Regions from separate parts of the Mus musculus genome. Here region 2 is linked to region 1. A link is a contact called in public HiChIP or PLAC-seq data. All regions are on one chromosome and are shown on one strand. The core of a region is the stretch at or near the end of the contact, and the rest is flanking DNA. Distances in the headings are between cores, read along the strand shown.

Evidence for each region. HiChIP or PLAC-seq counts read pairs in DNA pulled down with a chosen protein or histone mark.
Region 2: an H3K4me3 HiChIP or PLAC-seq map of bone marrow-derived macrophages shows a contact between it and region 1, with 4 times the contacts expected there. The contact joins two enhancer-like sites. A contact is called at or near these places in 3 of 39 promoter capture datasets (embryonic stem cells, hippocampal neurons and pre-B cells), 5 of 484 Hi-C or Micro-C datasets (the Ba/F3 cell line, the G1E-ER4 cell line, the N1E-115 cell line and 2 more), 7 of 115 datasets of contacts at active chromatin or transcription factors (the 230-238 cell line, the SCID.adh cell line, bone marrow-derived macrophages and 3 more) and 1 of 9 other capture datasets (adipose tissue).

The regions. Positions count from the first base shown.
Region 1 is chr6:119,805,652-119,812,781 of GRCm38.p6, forward strand. The region is part of intron 3 of Erc1 (ELKS/RAB6-interacting/CAST family member 1); the gene reads right to left. Among named protein-coding and RNA genes, the nearest start is that of Erc1, 39 kb to the right of the region's middle. Within about 2 kb of position 3,655, at least 13 of the 459 cell types and tissues checked have an H3K27ac peak or open chromatin away from gene starts, as enhancers often do. A contact at or near this core is called in bone marrow-derived macrophages, where this site is marked.
Region 2 is chr6:120,025,831-120,032,751 of GRCm38.p6, forward strand. All of the region lies in intron 1 of Wnk1 (WNK lysine deficient protein kinase 1), which reads right to left. Among named protein-coding and RNA genes, the nearest start is that of Mir706, 5.0 kb to the right of the region's middle. Within about 2 kb of position 3,726, at least 9 of the 459 cell types and tissues checked have an H3K27ac peak or open chromatin away from gene starts, as enhancers often do. A contact at or near this core is called in bone marrow-derived macrophages, where this site is marked.

The DNA.
Region 1 (7,130 bases), core at 2,405-4,904:
TGTACCTGAAAAAACACCTATATTATAAACTACTACCTTTTAAACTCACCTATTATAAAATTTGTTGCAAAATCAATTTAGTAATTGAGATACCCTTTTCAGTAAGCAAAATAAAACTTAAAATAATTTAGTGCCTCTCCCATAAAGGAGAGCAGGCATTAATATCACAAAGAATGTTTTGATTTTTATCTGGGTTATAATTCAGAAGTATTTAAATTTATACCCCAATAAAAGCATACATCCCAAGAGCTTCTCTTCCAAGTTGAAAAACAAAAAACAAAAACAACTTTTATTTTAAAGGAGCTTCCCATTTAAATTATTATTTTTGTTTGTTTTTATTGTTGTTTCTGCTGCTGTGTTTCCAGACAGGGTTTCTGTGTGTAGCCTTAATTGCTGTGGACTCACTCTGTAGTCTGGTCTTGAACTCAGAGATCCACCTGCCTCTGCCTCCAAAGTGCTGAGATTAAAAGGATGTGCTACCACCATCTGGCCCTATTTTAATTATTTTATATAACTATTTTTCAAAGTGTGATTACAGAGTCTTTCAAATAAACAATACCATCTAGAAGCCTTCAGTTCCAATACTCAAAAGGTGGAGACAGGAGGATCACTGTGAGTTCTAAGCCAAGCAGAATTACATGGTAAGATTCTGTCTCAGAAACAAACAAAAATATCCAAGATGCAATACATTAAGGTTGCAATATTTGCTTTGTCCTATTTTTTAAAAAGGGTCTCAAGTATTCCAGGTTAACCTTCAGCTCACTACATAGCTGAAGTTGAACTTAAACTTAAGATCAGGGACTGAAGAAATAGATGGCTCAGCAGTTAAAAGCACATGTTGCTCTTGCAGAGGACATAGGTCCAGTTTCCAGTACCACATGGTGGCTCACAACCATCCCTAGCTACAGTTCCAGGAGATCTGACACCTTTTGCTGATTTCTGCAGGCACTAGGCATACACATAGTATATGTTCATAAGCACATGCAAAATATTCAAACACGTAAATCAGATCCTAATTTACACATCCGCTCTGAGTCCTGCTTCCCCAAGGTAAGAGTGGAAACTCACAAATTCCTACATAGCCTTGTAGCTACAGCACAGGAGGATCCAGACTACCAGTTAAACAAAAGCATAGAAGACAAGTGTGGACCTGGGTGACATGAAGAAAGAGGCTCTGTCTTCTTTAGCCAGAACAGATGCTGCAGAGGGGTGGGGCTGCAGGAGATTTCAACTGCTCTGGGCTCACAGTAGTGCAAGTTTCTTATTAGTATTACAGAAGCAAGCCTGAAGTCAAGTGGTCCAGCCCTACCAGCAATTTTTTGGACCACTAAATTTCTATTTCATAAACCCTATCCTATTATTCTGGAAAGAGAAATAGATTTGTTCTACCTAGTTCCAGACTGAATTCAGATCCTAAGCTATACATGTATCAAGTATTACACAAAAGCAAGCTACTTCAAACATTTCTTAATGATGAAAAGTTTCTACAAAAAACAATTACTTTTAAACAGAACAAACAGCTAATCAATGTAAATTTAATACTTATACTACATGATTTGTAAGGGGTACTATGAAGGAATATGAAAAAGAGATTCTATAAGGTTCCTCCCACCTATCACATTTACAATTCTAAACAAGTATTATAGTTCACTCAATAGCATTCAAATATTTATTGAATTCCAAGTGACTAATTCTGTATTTTATCTTGTAATGACATACAAATGTACAGATTTAATCTTAGTCTTCACTATGTTTTTTATTATGTGACAAATTTACATTCATTACATGAAGAAAAAGTATTAACAAAATAATGTTAATCAATAATCCTACACTGAGGAAACACACTCAAATAGATCTTTCTGAGTTTCTGAGTCAATATTAACTTTACAAGAGAGACCAAAGTGAAACGACAATAACAAAGAACTGGTACTTACTAAACAAAATCCCCAGTTCTAAATTCTCCCTGAGACTTAATTTATTTAACCCCTACATCCTTCTCATGATCGAGCATTATCTTCATCGTACAGATCAGAGATCTCTCTACATTCCTTGGATCAGTATCTCTAAGCTTACTGAATCCACAGTCTGTGCTTTAAAACAGTGCTATAATTAAGCTATACTACTTCCAGGATAAACACACACACACACACACACACACACACACACACACACACACACACGTTATATGTTCCCTGTAATGCATAGTGAACATCTTCCTATTTCACACCCCCATTTCTCTGCCTCCAACTTTCAGATCAAGATGTAAGTTCTCAGCTACTGCTCTAGCATCATGCCTGCTTGCCTGATGCCATGTTTCCTGAAAAGATGGTCATAGATTCTAAGCCTGCCCAGTAAGCTCCAAATTAAATGCTTTATTTTATAAGTTCTCTTGGTCATGATCTTTCTTCATAACAATAGAAAAGACAGAAGAAAAAGAATGAGAGGGCAGGTATGGTGACACAAGCCTTTATTCCCAACACTCAGGAGGCAGATGCTGGTAGAACTCCAAGACAACTAGGGATATATAGAGATATCCTGTCTCAATAGCTGGAATGTAAATAAATAAAATAATTTTAAAATAAATAAATAATGTAAATTGTAAACAAGAAAAATGAGAAGAGGCAGTGGTGGCAGCAGCAACAGCAGCAATCACTCACTGGTCCAACTTTAAAGTCTGGCAAATCCTCATGCATTCGTGTTGTAACTGATCAAATATAAAATTCAATACTAGACATGACAGGTTCAATGACTATAATTAAGTCTCTGTGATATTAAATTTCTGTCATGGCTGGGCATAGTAGTATACACCTGTATCCCAGAATTCAGAAAGTTTAGGCAAGAAGACTGTAGAAGGCGGCCACCCTAAAGCGCACAACAAGATTATCTCCACACACACCCAAAAAAAAAAAATCTCAGTACAATTATGTATATTCATTCAGTGCCCGGAACAAACATTGCAGTACAACACACTATAAATTCCTGATTATGTGAAATTCAGATTTTAAAAACCTGTTTTGTAATACATATGCCACTAAAAATACTTAGTTTAGAACATCAACTGAAAACTATATGCTAAATGTCCTGCAAGAAGGCTCAGTGGGCAGACACCTGTTCCCAAGCTGGCAACTTGAGTTCAATCCCAGGCCCTCACCGTGGAGGGAGCTGTCCTTTACTGTCCACACCCACACTCTGGCATGTGCACATGCAAAAACACACACACTACAAGTGTAATAAACAGTCCTTAAAACACATTCTGGAGCTGGAGACACAGTGCTGCACTTAGAGCATGTACTGCTCCTGCCCAGAACCAAACTGGGTCAGTTCCCAACACCCAAGGTAGGTGACTCCCAACCACCAATACTTCCAGCTCCAGGGGGATCTGACACCTATGGCCACCACAGACACCTGCACTCATGTGCATATACCTACACACAGACATATATACAAATAATTAAAAGTAAATAGTCTTGGAAGAGTAAAATTTAGCTTTAGTCGGTATGATTAAGATGTTTAACTTTATGAAACTACAATTTCTCTGATAAAAGAACACTTGGCATAAGGAGCCACACTTTGTAACCACTTCCTACTATAGTGCCAGTAGCCAGTACATCCAAATTAGAGTTCCTCTGAAGCCAATGAGTGGGCAGAGCACAACTAGAGCCAAAATGGGAACTCATGGGATTTTTTTCTCTGGGAAAAAAAAAAAATCACAGCAGAGGAGGAAGGAGCATGAGGAAGCCATCTGTCACAAGAACTGTAGCATGCTACCTCAATCTAAGCAATCAAGTTTTAGGTTTTAATTGTGCTTGTGTGTTGTAATGGCCAGTAGTTTTCAAATTTATTCATGTTAAATTATGAATGGAATGAACAAGAGGAAAAACAACAACAATATAACCCTAACTATTGAAAAGAGCAATTCCTAGAAGCAAAGAGTAGGTGAGGGAGAGAAAGGATGGAGGAGGGAGAGAGAAAACACTCAGTTGAGCCCGATGACTCAATGAACCTGAAATGTAAAGTGTGAGGCCTAAAAAAACCTTAATTAGTTAATTAATTAATAATAAAATTATAAAAAAATTAGAAATCTGCCAATACTAACAAATTCAACTTCTCATCTTCTCATCAGTTTTCTATATACATTGTGGTTCAAGCCTGTAAGGAAGTTCTAAATTTTTCAAAATTGTTCAATAAATCAACTTCTCGAAGAAGAAGGTAAAAACTGAAGCCACAAATCAAAAACTCCAACACTGTTCACCACTCTCTCAATAGCCCCTAAGTCCTTCTTTAGGTTTTCAACTTTAAAAAGGTAAAACCAAACGCTAAAATGAACGTTAATTGCTACGGCTCTTTGGTTTTTGCTCTTTGAGACATGGTCCTGTTATTTATCCCTAACTGGCTGAGCTCTCACTATGAAGCCCAGATTAGCCTTACACCTGCAGCAGTCTTCTTTCCAAGTACCCTACCCCTGCCCTAACTCCTATCACTTTTAAATCTCAAAGTACAGTACACTTTAATATAGAAAAGGCTATTAGACTTCTATTTTTTTTCTATTTCTATTTCTTTTTTATTCTTTTTTATGTGTCTTAGCATTTTGCCTCCATGTATGAATATGCTCACCATGTGTGCATGGTGCCCATGGTGGTCAGAAGAGAGTGTTAGAAACCCTAGTACTGGAGTTAGGAATAGTGAGGCACTCCATGGGTGCTGAGAACTGAGAACTCTTCCTTTGGAAAAGTAGCAAGTGCTTTTAGCCACTAAAACATTGTGTTGATTTGAATATGCTTAGCCCAGGAAACAGCACTATTAAGAGGTGTGGTCTTGTTAGAGAAGTATATCACTTAGAGGATAGACTTTGAGATCCTCCTCCTAAGCATCTTCTCCTAACAGCCTTCAGATGAAGATGAAGATGTAGAACTGTCAGCTAGCTCCTCCTGCACCATGCCTTCCTAGACACTGCTATGCCTCTGCCTTGATGATAACGGACTGAACCTCTGAACCTGTAAGCCAATCCCAATTAAATGTTGTTCTTATAAGAGTTGTCTTGGTCATGCTGTCTGTTCACAGCAGTAAACCCCTAAGATAGAAATCATCTCTCCAGTCCCCGTAGACTTCTATTTATTTAAGTCAGCAATGTATAAGGTATCTAGAATGCATGAGAGTTGCCTTTAAACACATTATCAAAGCCAAGAACAATAGCATACATGTGCAATCCCAGTACTCTATAAATATTAAGGCAGGAAGATTTCAAGTTCAAAGACCATCCTGGCTCATCCTGGGCTGAGATGCTAAAAAACAAAATAAAAATGGTTTTTAAAAACATTTTTTATAAAATAAGAATCACTATGATTCTAATTTATTTGCAAACATTCTTTCATTCAAGCAGTTTTTGAAATCTGTTCCCTAAAAGCCCCCTCCCCTAAAAGCCTTATTTTCTCAAAGTTAAAAAGGTAGACTCCTAAGATGGCCCGGTGAACGGGAATGTTTGGTGCCAAGCTCAGTTCATGAGCCCAAGAGCCCAGGATAAAAGAGAATTGGCTCCTAAGCTGTCTTCTGACTTCCAAACAAGGGCCATGGCACACACAGACACACACACAGACGTACACACCACAAATTAAATCAGTCAATAAACCAGTAAATAATTAAAGATGAGAAAAGAAAAAAGGAAAATAGAGATTTGTTTGAATAGCTCCATCTAAATATCCAGTTCCTAGTAACCTAATTCGTCTCCTTTAGACTTAGCATACAAAGCACACCTATTCTATGAAAATAAGAATTTTTAATTAAACAGAGTCAAGTTAAAAAATTTATTTTCTGGTTACTTCTGAATATACTGAATATACTTCAATACATTTAGTTTAAGGTAATGACTTGAAAAGTATAAACATAATCATAATCATAAAACAAAGATGTCAACTTATGAGGAGGAGTAGAAGTTACCTTCTGTTGCAGGCTATCTTATCACACTATGAACCCGAGATTATGTTATTTACGTTTAAAGAAGAAGAATAAAAAACCTGTTTCTAGTTGGAGTGTGGCTCAGACCACAGCACACACCCTTAATCCCTCCGGCTGGAATACAAACACGCCTTAGCACACACCTTCAATCCCAAACAATGAAGTTAAGTTAGTTTGTAGAAGGAAGCAGCCATGTTTGAAAATGATGCTTTGACAGAATAGGATACGCCCATCTCTCACAGAGAGAGACAGAGGAAAGAGATGCTTCTTAATAGCAGTGCAGAGAAAGGAGGAAGGAGGCAGTTTTACTGGGACAGTTTTACAGAGACAGGTTGAAGTGAGAATGAGCAAGAAAATGAAAGGGAGCCAGAAGATTAGAACAGACTGCCAGAATTAGTTTGAGGCCAAGCAGAGCAATTCAGGAGAAGGGAGGGGGAGGGAGAAGCCACATTGAATCAGTCAACTTGGAGAGGAATGTGAGCCAGAACAGCTGAGTTGAACCAGCCAGCGAGAGTTCAGAAAGAACTAAGAAGGGGTGAGCTTATTCAGCAGTAAGTCTCAGAGGCTGAAAACAGTCTAGGCCTAGATAAAATTGTATGGAGGTTAGAAGCTTCCAGGACTAGGCCTAGATTAACAGACTGAAGCAATAAGCCTCAGAGACAGCAATTAGTAAGGGAAAATAAAAGTTACTTTTACAGCCGTTTTCCAAATCGATTATTTATTATCCTAATGATATAAAAACTGGTCTTTCATGATTCAGAAATTATATATTTATTGTTCAAAAGTGCAGTAAGTAGAACATCACCAAGTACAACTCAATCAACAAAACTCTGGGGAAAACCCACAGAGTTAAATAAAAACAAAACAAATGTTTGCATATCATTAAGTGATGAATGAGAAGAAAGCAATCACAAGTGGGGAGGGAGGGAGGGGCCTGGGAGAGAAAGTGGAGGTGGGGGGTAAGAGGGGAAGACCTGATCTGGTATTGGGTAAGGGAAAAGGACTGAAGCCCTGAGGGCCAGCAGAAAGGATGAAAACAGGCAACCTGAGGGGATAGGAGGTTGGGGGAACCCTCCAGAATGCACCAGAGACCTGGGAAGTGAGAGACTCTCAGGACTCAAAGGGAGGGACCTTAGATGAAATGCCCAACAGTAGGGAGAGGGAACTTATAGAGCCCA
Region 2 (6,921 bases), core at 2,476-4,975, 220 kb after region 1:
AAATTATTTTTCTAATAAATCAAGAAAAATAAAAGGGCTGGGCAGTGGTGGTGCGCACCTTTAATCCCAGCACTCCGGAGGCAGAGGCAGGCAGATTTCTGAGTTCAAGATCTGGACTGAGCTCTGGGGTCCCCAATGAAGGAGTTGAAGAAGGGACTGAAGGAGCTGAGGGGGTTTGTAGCCCCATGGAGGGAGCAACAGTGTCAACAGGCCAGACTCCTCCAAGGTCCCAGGGACTGCACCACCAACCAAAGAGTACAACCAAGAGCAACTCATGGTCCCGGCCACATATGTGGGAGAAGATGGCTTTGTTGGATACCAGTTAGGCTCTTGGGCCTGAGGGTGTACGATGCCCCAGTGTAGGAAAATGCCATTGTGGGAGGATGGGAGTGAGAGTGGGGGGTGAGGAGCACCCTCAGAGGCAAGGGGAGAGGGATGGTATAGGGGGTTCCCAGAAAGGGAGACCTGGAAAGGGAAAAACATTTGAAATGTAAATAAAGAAAATATCCAATCAAAAAACTAACCAAACAAACAAAAAACAAAAAACAAATGGATATAAGAAGAGTAGGCTCACAGCCTGACTGACAAAGTAACAGTTGCTTTAAACAAGAAAAAAATACATCCAGCTTCATTCTCTTCTTCTCATCTTGCAGGGGTCCTGATCCTACCTGTTCCCAGCCAATACCCTACCATAAGGAACCCTCCCAAGAGCCCTCCTTTTCCTGGGATGACGTCCATAGAACTTGAACCTGGAATGAGGCTTCGAATGAGAGGCCACATACCAAAAATATCCATTACTCCAATGGTGAGACCTCCCAGTAACCCCATGATAGTGCCCAATCAGACTGGGATGACTTAGCTAGCTAGACAGGCAAAAACAGTTTTGTTTCTATTTCATTGGAGATTGCAGTGCTGCACCTGACCTGAATGCTCTCTAATGCCTAGAAGCAAGAGAGACTCAAGTAGCTGGGCGTGGTGGCGCAGGCCTTTAATCCCAGCACTCGGGAGGCAGAGGCAGGAGGATTTCTGAGTTCGAGACCAGCCTGGTCTACAGTTCCAGGCCAGCCAGGGCTACACAGAGGAAACCCTGTCTCGAAAAACCAAAAAGAAAAAAAAAAAAGAAAGACTCAAGTAATGCAAACCCAAATGCTAAGTCATGAAATTTACTCATACCTATTTTCCTTTAAAACACTAAAACTAGTTCTAACAAAATTAACAATTCCACTGCCTAGTACAGAGAATATCAGAAGTGTTGGTAAGGATATTGAAGATACTGAAGCCAGGCATTAAGCACTCATAATTCTAGCACCAAGGAGGGCAAAGCAAGAAATTATGAGTTCAAGGTCAGCTTGGGCTACATAAAGAGCTACTGTTTTAAAAGCAAAACAAATATTTAATGACAAAATCTTTCTACTTTGAAGGCAAAACTTTAGTTACATGAAGTTACTGAAAGTAAAGGAATATCCTGTTTCCACAAAATAATCTCACAATGACTGTCAGAAATATTTCTCTTTAAACACTTAAGCCTGACAGAGTATTTTCAACAATAACCAATATCTATAATATCTAAAAATTTATAAGCACATTAAATTAGTAAAATAAACCTTCTATCATCTAAATGTAAACATTGCCTAAAAGGCTATTTAAATGGAGATTTGTTTCAGGAAGAAGTATAACATGTGTGACCTTAAAAATAATTGCTAAATGGAATAAGATTTAGAATTCCAGTAGATTCAAACTGATTTCTTCCACAAAGTACTTTCTAGTAGAAAGAACAAGAACTAAGATATAAGATCTCATTATGTACCCCGGCTAGCCTGGAATTCAGAGATCTACCTGTCTCTGCCTCCCTAGTGCTGGGATTATAGGCAGTGCCAGCAAACCCTGAGCATGTCAGTGGTCTTAAACAAGCGGTTAAACCTGAATTTGTTTCCTCAAATATAAAAGTCAAAAAACTATACTATCTGCCCTGTAGTGCAGCTGTGAAGTTACAAATAATTTATACAGTGGTGTTAGGCAAGCAAGTAACTGTCAGTAATTTTTAATTACCTTTCCTCAGTAATTATAAAGAATTCACCTTGCAAGCACTCTTAAATATAAAGCCTAAAGTACTACATGTGTGTAGAGTATTTAAACTTTTGTTTAAAAATAAAAAACAAAATACTAAAACAATAATTCAAAACTTTCTGTATAACAGAATTTACTTAAAATCTTGCTATTTTAAATGAGCTGGTCAGATGGCTCAGTGGTAAAAGTACCTGACAACCCAAAGTTCCACCTCTGGAACCCTTAATGAAAGAAAAGAACTATCCTAAAAGCTGCCCTCTGAAGGACACAGATGCACTGAAGCACATATGCTCCTATACATTTGTGAAAGTCAAGGGACAACTTTCAGGATTCCATTTTCTCCTTCCACTATCTGAGTCCCTGGAATCAAACTCAGGTCAACAGACTTGGTGGCAAGCAGCGTTACTTGCTGAGCCATCTTACAAACTGTCAATTATTTATTTTTATTATTTTAAGTATATATATATGTATATATATATACTTATATATATATATATATATATGTCTTTGTGTGGAATGTTCATAAATAACCTCAAAAGGACAAAATAAAAATGACACTGTATGGGGCTGGAGAGATGGCTCAGAGGTTAAGAGCACCGACTGCTCTTCCAGAGGTCCTGAGTTCAATTCCCAGCAACCACATGGTGGCTCACAACCATCTGTAATGGGATCTGATGCCCTCTTCTGATGTGTCTGAAGATAGCAACAGTATATTCATATACATATAAATAAAATAAATCTTTTTTAAAAAAAAAGACACTGTATAATCATACCTAATATTTATGGACCAAGTTTGAGCTACTTTGTTTGAGGCAGAGTCTCACTCTAGCCCAGGCTAGACTCTTTTTTTTGTTGTTGTTTTTTGTTTGTTTTTTTCGTTTTTTCGAGACAGGGTTTCTCTACATAGCCCTGGTTGTCCTGGAACTCACTCTGTAGACCAGGCTGGCCTCGAACTCAGAAATCTGCCTGCCTCTGCCTCCCAAGTGCTGGGATTAAAGGCGCAGGCTGGACTCTTAACTCACAGCAATCTTCCTGCCTCAGCCTCCCAAGTGCTGGAAATTACAGGTATTAGCTACCACACCTGGCTAAAGCAGGTTTTCTTTATACTGGCTGTACAAATACAATAATTAACATAGAATTTGGCCAAGGCAAGGAGAATCACGTAGCAGAGAAATGAATACTGGCAACCTAGGCTTTGTTTTTGTTTTTGAGACAGGGTTTTGACCAGGCAGGCCTTGAACTCAGAGGTCTGTCTACCTTCCTCTATATCTAGAATTAAAGGCGTTTGAAACCACTGTCCTGCTGGCAACCTAGTTTTAATTTTGTTCACTTGACAATTTGGCCTCTTCAAACCAAAACTAAGATCATACTAAGCTTCACCTCTTCCTTTCCTTCTTCCTTTTTTTGTGTATTTTGGTTTTTCAAGACAGGGTTTTTCTGGGAACCAAAGCTGTCCTGGAACTCACTCTGCAGACCAGACTCAAACTCAGAGAGATATGCCTGCCTCTGCTGGGATTAAAGGTGTGTGCTGCCACCATCTAGTACCTCATCTATTTCTATAAGACCAGATATTTCCCATGTTTAAAAAATAGCAATTAAGGAGGCTGGTGAGGTGACTCAGCGGGTAAGAGGACTGACTGCGCTTTCAAAGGTCCTGAGGTCAAATCCTAGCAACCACATGGTAGCTGACAAACCACCCAGCCGACCGGAGGGAGCAGAGGTACTAAATTCAATTCCCAACAACCAGATGAAGGTTCACAACTATCTGTACAGCTACAGTGTGTACTCATATACATAAATAAATAAATCTTTTAAAAATAGCAATTAAAATTCAAGTTACTGAAAATATATTAATATAAAAAATAATAAAGCTGAATATGGTGGCATACACCTTTAACCCCAACACAGAGACTGGTAGATCCCTGTGAGTTCCAGCCCAGCCTGTTCTATAAAGGGAGTTCCAGGACAACTAGGGTTATCACAGAGATGCTGTCTCAAAAAAACAAAAACAAAAAAACTGACATACCAAAAATCTACTAAGCAGTAGTGATTATTATTTCAAGTATTTTCAGAAATTATTTCATTTCTTCTGCCATCAGTATTATCTAAAACATTGGTTCTCAATCTTTCCAACACAAGCCTTTAATGTAGTTCCTTATGATAACCAACCATAAAATTATTTTCATTGCTACTTCATAATTGTAATTTTGCTACTGTTATGAATTATAATATAAATATGATATTGAGAACCACTGATCTAAAAGAAAAAAATTAAAGCTACCAGAAATCTCAAATAACACGATTTAAATTCTGAATACAGAAGCCCAGTTGTGGAAGTACCAAAGTATGAATTAGGGTAAATTTCACATGACCAGGATCTTGCACTTGAATTTTTTTAAGCTCTTTTTTTATTTATTTTTTATTTTTTTAATTTTTTAAATATTTATTTACTTACTATATGTAAGTACACTGTAGCTGTCTTCAGACACTCCAGAAGAGAGCATCAGATTTTGTTACAGATGGTTGTGAGCCACCATGTGGTTGCTGGGATTTGAACTCAGGACCTTTGGAAGAGCAGTCTGCGCTCTTAACCGCTGAGCCATCTCACCTGCCCGCACTTGAATTTTTAATGTGAACAAATGAAATCAGTCACCAGGTTAACATTATAGCCTCACTTGTCTTTTATATAATATAATCTCTTTCCAAGTTCATAGACTAGGAATAACTATGTTAATCTGGGTCAGAATAAAAGGAAAATACAGAAAAATGACAAATTTAAATTCTTGAGACTGTGAAAAAGAACCATTTTAAGAAGTCAACTAATTACAATTCTCTAGAACAGTTATTTCCTACAACATTAAGTATGTATTTTAGGGATTGTTTTGTTTAGAACAGTGTATCTGTAATTCTGTAGCCAGGCTAATCCTAAACTTGTATTAGACCTTACTATTTCAGCCTCCTAAAAAATATATTGCTTGCATTCAAATCCAGGCTCTGCTAAATGATTGCAGCTAGGATTACAGGTTTGCACCACCATGCCAAGTTAACATACATCTTAAATCCAATCTTACCTAGCAAAAATCATATTGTTTCTAATTGTTTCTGAGTTTGAGCAGCCTAAGCTATACAGTGAGTTCTAGGTCAGCCTCAGGCACAAAGTAAGCCCTTATCTCAAAATTAAAAACCAAAACAATCAAATGATTCAGTTCAATGAGTTAAAGCTAGCAAAAAGAATAAATTGCCAGGCAGTGGTGGCCCATTGCCTTTTAATCTCAGCACTTGGGAGGCAGAGGCAGGCGGACTTCTGAGTTCGAGGCCAGCCTGGTCTACAGAGTGAGTTCCAGGACAGCCAAGGCTACACAGAGAAACCCTGTCTCAAAAAAAAAAAAAAAAACAAAAATAATTATTATTATAGATATATTATAGTACATAAACAATAAATATATTTAGGCCAGAGCGAGCCTTCATTCCCAGCAACCACATGATGGCTCACAACTATCATACATAAATCTTTAAAAAAAAACAAAAAAAAACAAAAACCACCCAAAAAGTCATGTAGTTAGGAACTCAAACCATAACTTTAAGATATAGGCATTAAATGGACTGGAGTGTAAACAAAAATTACAACTTTTACTTCTCTTTTTAGGTAAAGCTGAAAAAACACATCATCAGTATATAGAGCTTCAAGGAAATTCACTATTTAGAGACAACTTATGAGAAAAATGTCAGAAATAAGTAAATTACCAGGTCTACGTTTGTTTTTGTAAAGCAAACTACATGCTTTCCTAATAAGCACGCTCCCACAAACTGTCCCAGCCTCCAAAGTGTAAACTCTACAAAACTCCCTAGAAACATGTTTCCACCAGCACAGCTGACTGAATTAAAGTGCTTTTTTGCCTAATAGATCCTGATAAAAGAATTAAGAGTTTTAAGACTTCTGTTATTACTTAAGACTGGTATCGAGCCGGGCGGTAGTGGCACACTCCTTTAATCCCAGCACTTGGGAGGCAGAGGCAGGCAGATTTCTGAGTTCGAGGCTAGCCTGGTCTACAAAGTGAGTTCCAGGACAGCCAGAGCTACACAGAGAAACCCTGTCTGGAAAAAAAAAAAAAAAAAAGACTGTAAAGACTGTGGTATCAAAATATTACCTATTTATTATTGAAAACAATTTGGTAGATAGCTACACATACTGTGACTCTAAAAATAACCTAACAATAGGAAGTTTAATTTGTACACCCCACGCATTCATCCTCCAAAGTCTAGATCCCCATATGAAGTGATAAAAATTAAATTTGTCATTTATTAGAGAACTTTAGAAATCCTGACAGCCACTTCTACACAGAATTAGTATAACTTCATTTGAAATTAGTATTACTAATTAGCTATCTACTGAGACTACAAATGTAGTTTGGGGTTTTGTTTTTGTTTTTGTTTTATTTGATCAGTTGTTTTTAGGTTTCTCTGTGTAGTCTTGGATTTTCTGGAAACTCACTATGTAGACCAGGCTGGCTTCAAATTCAAAAGATCAGCCTGTGACTGCCTCCCAAGTGCTGGAACTAAAGGCATGTACCACGACAGCCTGGCCTTTCTAAAAAACAAAAATTTAAATTCTTCTTGATTCTTCAGAGTGTTAACATGTATACACAAATATATCCACCACCATTTCTCCCCTCCAAGTCCTTTTATATGCCCCCAACACATACTCCTCAACTCTTTGACTCTTTAAAAATAGCCTACTAAATCCAATTTGTTGTTGCATGGATTTGTGACTGCCCATGAGAAACCTACCAGTTGGGAACAACATGATAAAAGATAATGATTCTCCCTCTCAGAGAAGCTACAACTGCCAAAGAC